Regions from separate parts of the Sus scrofa genome. Here region 1 is linked to region 2. The links are chromatin contacts, called in public Hi-C maps. All regions are on one chromosome and are shown on one strand. Each heading gives the region's core, a stretch centred on a gene start, on an enhancer-like site or on the middle of the called end of the contact. The rest is flanking DNA. Distances are from core to core; before and after follow the strand shown. Region 1 holds the start of OXSM (3-oxoacyl-[acyl-carrier-protein] synthase, mitochondrial). Region 2 holds the start of TOP2B (topoisomerase (DNA) II beta).

Region 1 (3,000 bases), core at 386-2,885, 110 kb after region 2:
GCTTAAAAGAAAACATTGTAGGTCTTTTCACACCATGATTTTAAAATATTGTGTAGCAACAAAGAGAGGAGAGAGCAAGTCTGGGTTCTGATCGTTAAGTTTTAATTGTACTTTCCTTTTAAGGTAACTCTGTTGTCACTGAAGGAAGGCCAGGCTAAGAGGTGACTGAAGAGGCCTTGGATTAAAGATGACTCAAGTCTTCTTTTAACCATTTTAGAAAAAGTCTATTTCCATATATACTTAAATTCTGTATTAACCAGGAAAAGCTAAGCTCCCAAATTCTTTAGAGCTGGGAAAGAATGCAAAACACTGTACATAGAAACAATTGCTTCAAAAGACATTGCTTAGAAAGAAACAAATATGCTGGGAGGTTTAGGTGTAGATTACAGGGTCAACCCTTTAGACCATATGGAAAAATGACACAAAACTCACACCTGGGACAGCATGTGAGCAACAAATGGTCATCTAAATAAATATTACATTGCTGATTTCTTGCTTCTTTATATTTTCATGGTTTTTTTCCCTTAGTAGATTCAGTCAACTCTGAACAAATGAATGTTATTAAAGTTTTCAAAAACAAATCAATGTCTCCATTCTTGTCAGACATTGGGTGTGGTATTTTGAGCACTGCCCCACATCTGAAAATAATTTTTTAAATGTAAAAGTAACTTTATATTACAAAAGCATTATTTGTATACTGCAGAAGAGAGTAAATAAAGCTAAGCAAAAATAAGAAAAACATCACGATCCTTGTACATGCTTGCAGGATCCCCCCCCCAAAATCGCTTTTTTTTTTTTTTTTGGTCTTTTCTTCGGCCGCTCTCGCAGCATATGGAGGTTCCCAGGCTAGGGGTCTAATCGGAGATGTAGCCACCGGCCTACGCCAGAGCCACAGCCACGCGGGATCCGAGCCGCGTCTGCAACCTACACCACAGCTCACGGCAACGCCGGATTGTTAACCCACTGAGCAAGGGCAGGGACCGAACCCGCAACCTCATGGCTCCTAGCCGGATTCGTTAACCACTGCACCACGACGGGAACTCCCCAAAATAAGAAAAACATCATGATCCTTGTACATGCTTGCAGAGTCCCCCCCCCCAAAAAAAATCGCTTTTTTTTGAAAATGGAAAAATACAAGTTACGACTTGTAACTCCTAACAGTTTCCACATTAATAAATATTCACTTATAAAATTATTTTAAATGGGTGCACAGTATTTCGATGTACCGCAAAGTACACAACCGATTTCCTAATGATGGGTATCTTGGTTAGTTCTACTTTCCTACTATAAACAGCTTTGGAAGATACAGCAATAGCTCTTAAGGATACAGTAACTTCTTTATTCTTCCCTAGAATTCCAAGAGACTATGATGGCGTCCCTTTTCCCACAACGGCGGAATATGTGGACATGATTGGTAGAAAAAAAAAAAAAAATTCCCTTTTTGATAGTAGGCTATTTCCCCGCACTGTGCGCACGTTCTAGCTTGTCCTCCACCCGCTGGGGCTGCGCGACGGACTTTTCAGCCCTGGAAGCCCAGGGGTTAGGCCTCCTCCACTGTCTGACCTCCGCCAAGGTGACGCAGAGGAAGGGAACCCGGCCCACCACGAGGACGTCAGGGGTGCGTGTGTGCGTGTGTGCGTGCGCGTCCCCTCGCGGGACGTGTGTGCGCGCGCGCGCCCCCCGCGGGCCTGCGCGTGCGTCGAGAACCGCGGCTACGCGGGCGGCGGGAGACGAGGTTCAGGTACCCACTGCTCGCTGCTCTCTTCCTCCCCCCCTGCATCGCCTGATCTGGTCGGGGTTGCTGGGGGAGAGGAGCATGGAGGACGTGGGTCTGGTTTCTCCTCCTCTTGCCATGCTTTCTCGGGTGCCGAGGGCTGTGCGTGGAGTCGGCCACACATCACCCCGCCCCCTCCCGCGCCTCCCCACCCTCCGGCGCCTCCCCACCCTCCGGCGCCATCCACCCCTCCGGCGCCTCCCCCCCTCCCGTTCCCCCTCTCCCGTTCCCCCCCTCCCGCGCCTCCCCACCTTCCCCCGCCCGCCTTTGACCTTCGGGTACCGGGAACCCTCTTTTACCTCCATGTTGAAGATCAAAAAAAATCCACTCCCTACCCCAAAGAATAGGCCCTGAAATGTGTTTTGTGCCACCCACTCCAGAAATACTGCTTATAATAAGGCCTCGGCGATCCTGAAAAAGGATGCTTCCTGCAGCCTGTACCAGGCTAGCAGTGCCATACATTCTCATTCTGTAGTTCTGTTGTGTTGAATCGAAAGAATCATCTTTTCACCTCTTTATCTTGGAATGTCTGAGGGTACTTAGAGTCAAAAACGAGTGTATTCCAAACAGGCAGTTTGATGACAAGTATAAATTAAAATCACGTAACCTTATTTTACCTGTACTCCTTAGCAGCTCACATGGAGCACCTGAAAAAACACCTCAGATATTGTTTCATAGGCTTTTAAGCTATTTAAACAACAGTGAGAACCTGTCAAGCATAGTGTTGTGATTTTTTACAGGAAATTTGCCGATATCTAAATCTCAACCATGCTGTCAAACTGCTTGCAAAATTTCCTGAAAATGGCAAACCCTCGTCTAATATATACAAGATTGTACCAGCGAGTAATTAGTGAAAGGAAGTTTTTTGGAACTGTACCAACATCCAGATCGCGCAGGCGTGTTGTCATTACAGGCATTGGCTTAGTAACTCCTCTTGGTGTTGGAACTCAACTGGTATGGGATCGTCTTATCCAGGGAGAGAGTGGAATCGTTTCGCTGGTTGGTGAAGAGTATAAGAGTATTCCTTGCAGTGTGGCTGCTTATGTGCCAAGAGGTTGTGATGAAGGTCAATTCAATGAACAAAACTTTGTGCCCAAATCAGACATCAAGTCCATGTCTTCTCCCACCATTATGGCCATTGGGGCTGCAGAGTTAGCCATGAAAGACTCCTGCTGGCATCCTCAGTCAGAAGCTGATCAAGTGGCTACAGGTGTTGCAATTGGCAT
Region 2 (3,127 bases), core at 126-2,625:
ATCAGGCCTCAACACTCCCAAACAGTGAATGAGACCCATCTGGCTAAGTTCATTTTCAGAAGTTGTTTGATTTCAGTAACAAGGCTAAAGGCCATCAATTTTAGAAAATGCTTCTTTTCCATTTATGCATGCCTCCTCCACCTCATGTTCACATGGACTGTTAACTTATTATCTGACATTTTATCCCTCCTGGCTCTAGTCTGTTCATACTACATTACTGAAATAACCTACAGAATTTGGCGAGATCCAACAATAAGAGTCTGGCGAGTTATTTTGCAAAGCATCTTGGCATACAAACATGAACAGTTAAAATATTTTTGTTATCAGTAACATGCTTGTTACAAAGAATACTTGCCAATACAGCAGAACTGCTACTCGACTCACCTAAAGCTCATCCAAACAAAGAGAAAAATGAAGAACTTAATAAAAAATGCCAATTTGAAAGTTTACCTAGGTGTTTTGAAAAAGCGAAGGTCCATTGAAAGTCCCTGAGAAACGCAACGCGTTTTATTTTTCTCCTGGATACCTAGTCAGTTGGCTGAGCTGGACTTTCCGTGCGTGTAGGAAATGACCCTGGTCTGAACTCTATGCTGAGCAAGTGAAATGCGGGTGAATTATCGATCCGCCGTGGGAATCAGACCTCTCTAGGTCTTCCCTCCTCTACTACTTCCTGGCAGGAAGTGAGCGCCAAAACCCTTTAACTCCTGAACAAATGACTTTGGTCGCCAATCCAACAATCTCCATTCAGCCCCCACCCGGTTTCACCTGCGATGCTGACGCAGGTGAGCCCTTCTTGGAATAATCCCACTGTGACAGATGGACGATCTACAGTATATCAACTGCTGTGAAAGGGCCACCCCGAATGCACCGTCGACTAAGACTCTCCGAACCGCAGTGAAAAAACTGCTGTAGCCGAATTCCCCACCAAATCCATTCTTCTTTTGAGAGATCAGAGCGTCAGGAATGGTTGCATTTGCAACACATATGCGCGCGCCCCTCTCCCCGGGATTATTTTAGGGCACATTGGAGAAAGTGCTGACCCACACGGACACACACGCATTACTGCCATCGGATCACCTCAGGTGCCTGCCCTGGAAAGATGAGGCGGGGCGCCTGTCCTGTCCCTGGCTGGTCCCCCAAAGTTTCAAGTGCACAGGACACTCCCGAATCCCGAGCCTCCGGAGGCAGAGAAGAAAGAAGGGCGGGAGCTGAGGTTCTGCAGCGGGAGCCCCGACCGGCCCAGCTCAGGACCGGACTTCCCCGCCCCCGCCCGGGAACAATGCCGCGCCCCGACCCCCGCGCCGCCCGCCACTCACCACCCAAGTCAGCGCCGCGTCGCCGCCGACTCCCGCGCCTCCGCCGCCCGCCTTGGCCATGGCGCCCGCTCCCGGGCCGAAGCCGCGCCGCCTCCCGCGCTGCCGCTCCGCACCACCGCCCGGCCGCCGAGCCCTAGCGGCGCCGCCCCCCGCGCCCCATCGCCGAGGCCCGGGCGCTCGCCTAGCTGAGCCCGCCGAGGAGGCCGCGCCGCTCGCAGCCCTCAAACTCGAGGCGCGCGGCCGCGCCGCCCGGGCCTAGCGCGGCCGCCCAGGCGGAGGCGCGCGAGCAGGAAGCGGGCGGCAGCGGCGGCAGCTGGGCGGCGGCGCGGCCTCCTGCCCGGGGCCCGAGCGCAGGCGGCGAGCGGCCGGCAACCCGGCGTCCGGACGTGGCGAGAACGAGGAGGCGCCCGGTCCTTCCTCAGGATCCTCGAAGGCCGCCGCCCGGGGAGCAGGAGCGGGTGGCCGCTGCCACAGAAGGCGCCTGCGTCGGCGGATCGGCAGCCCGACTTCCTCACACACAGTCGCCGAGAGGGACAATGAGCAGATCCGCCGCTGCCGCGGTCGCCTCCCTCTCGTCCGGCATAACACCGCACACACTCTCACTTGGGGGAGGGCTGGGGGGCCGCGGGAGGGAGGGCGCGGCGGCCGGCTGTCAGTCACGCCGCAGCGTCCAATAGGGCCCTGTTGGCCAACCTGCCGACCAATCACAAAATTCTATGCCCCCGGAGGGGCGGCACCCAAGGGCACACGTCATTGCGGGTAGCAACCGAAGGGAAGACTTGAGGCTTTTTTGTTTGTGTGTGTGGCCATTTGAAGGGAGAGCAGGGGCTGCTGTCAAGGGTCGTTGGAGGGCGGCAAAGGGAAGGGGTCGAATTGGTCTTTGGTTGTCTTTAATCCTTCAAGCGTGCCTTTGAAGATCTGCTGGCGAAGCCAAGGAGCTTCTTTGCCTGGGGCCGCGGGGGCGGGAGGGGGGGCGGGGGCAGGAAGGAGCCGGAGGCCGTCCCGAAGGGGAAAGTATTTTTAAAGAGCGGTTGTAAACCACAGGCAGCACGTTGCAGATCGCTGGTGCAAGGAGGGCCGATGACCTCCGCTCCCCAAGCCCCGGGTGGACGCTGCTGTAAAAGAATTCTTGCTCAGACCTTCCCCTCCTCCATCTCTTTTCTCCCTGTCCTTCCCTTACCTCAAAAGAAAACTGGTTTAGTTTCAGGAAAACTGCTTTTAAAGAACTTAAATGGTAACAGAGGCACGGAGAACGTTCTCAGGAAAGAATGCCAGGTGGGTTGAAGGTTCTATGCTACCCTTTGATGACCTTCTCTCTCCTCTGAACAATGCAGAGATGTCACTGTCACGTCTCATTCTCTTCTGTCCAGAACTGTGCCCGCTGCCTCTAAGCGCTCTAATTTTTTAATTTTCAAATGCACACTAAGGAATGATTTCGTGCACATTGAAGCTTTCTAAGAAAGAAATTACCCACACAGCCTCACCATAGTCTGGCAGACGGAAGATGGCTTTACTTTGCCCTGCTTTTCTATGTAACTCCATCGTGTGCCAGGCTCTGCCATGGGCTCGAGACAGTAACGGGTCCCCTAATTTCAAGCCATTTATACCGTGGCTCATGAAACAGACTAAAGGGGAGTTAACTGTCACCAAATGAGTACTTGAGGGCATGAAGTGCCACCAAATACTTGTGACAAGAGAGTTTTTAAGATGAAAACTTTATTGCTGCCTTATGAAAAGGTGTTTTTGTGAACTTCCAACTGTGCATTTCCTCTCGAGGGAAAACAAAAAATGGCTCAGGTCACATCTTTCAA

What was found. Hi-C and Micro-C count contacts between places; a contact is called where the count stands out from the background.
Region 1: a contact with region 2 is called in a Hi-C map of skeletal muscle, with 2.3 times the contacts expected there. The contact joins the promoter of OXSM here to the promoter of TOP2B in region 2. A contact is called at or near these places in 2 of 5 promoter capture datasets (fetal skeletal muscle and liver), 15 of 47 Hi-C or Micro-C datasets (alveolar macrophages, blood, brain and 9 more) and 2 of 2 datasets of contacts at active chromatin or transcription factors (alveolar macrophages and skeletal muscle).

The regions. Positions count from the first base shown.
Region 1 is chr13:12,684,258-12,687,257 of Sscrofa11.1, forward strand. OXSM (3-oxoacyl-[acyl-carrier-protein] synthase, mitochondrial) reads left to right here and starts at 1,636. Exons shown (of 3, transcript XM_021071439.1): 1 at 1,636-1,741; 2 at 2,515-3,000. The coding sequence starts at 2,543.
Region 2 is chr13:12,573,667-12,576,793 of Sscrofa11.1, forward strand. It overlaps TOP2B (topoisomerase (DNA) II beta), which reads right to left and starts at 1,376. Exons shown (of 37, transcript NM_001258386.1): 1 at 1,317-1,376. The coding sequence starts at 1,376.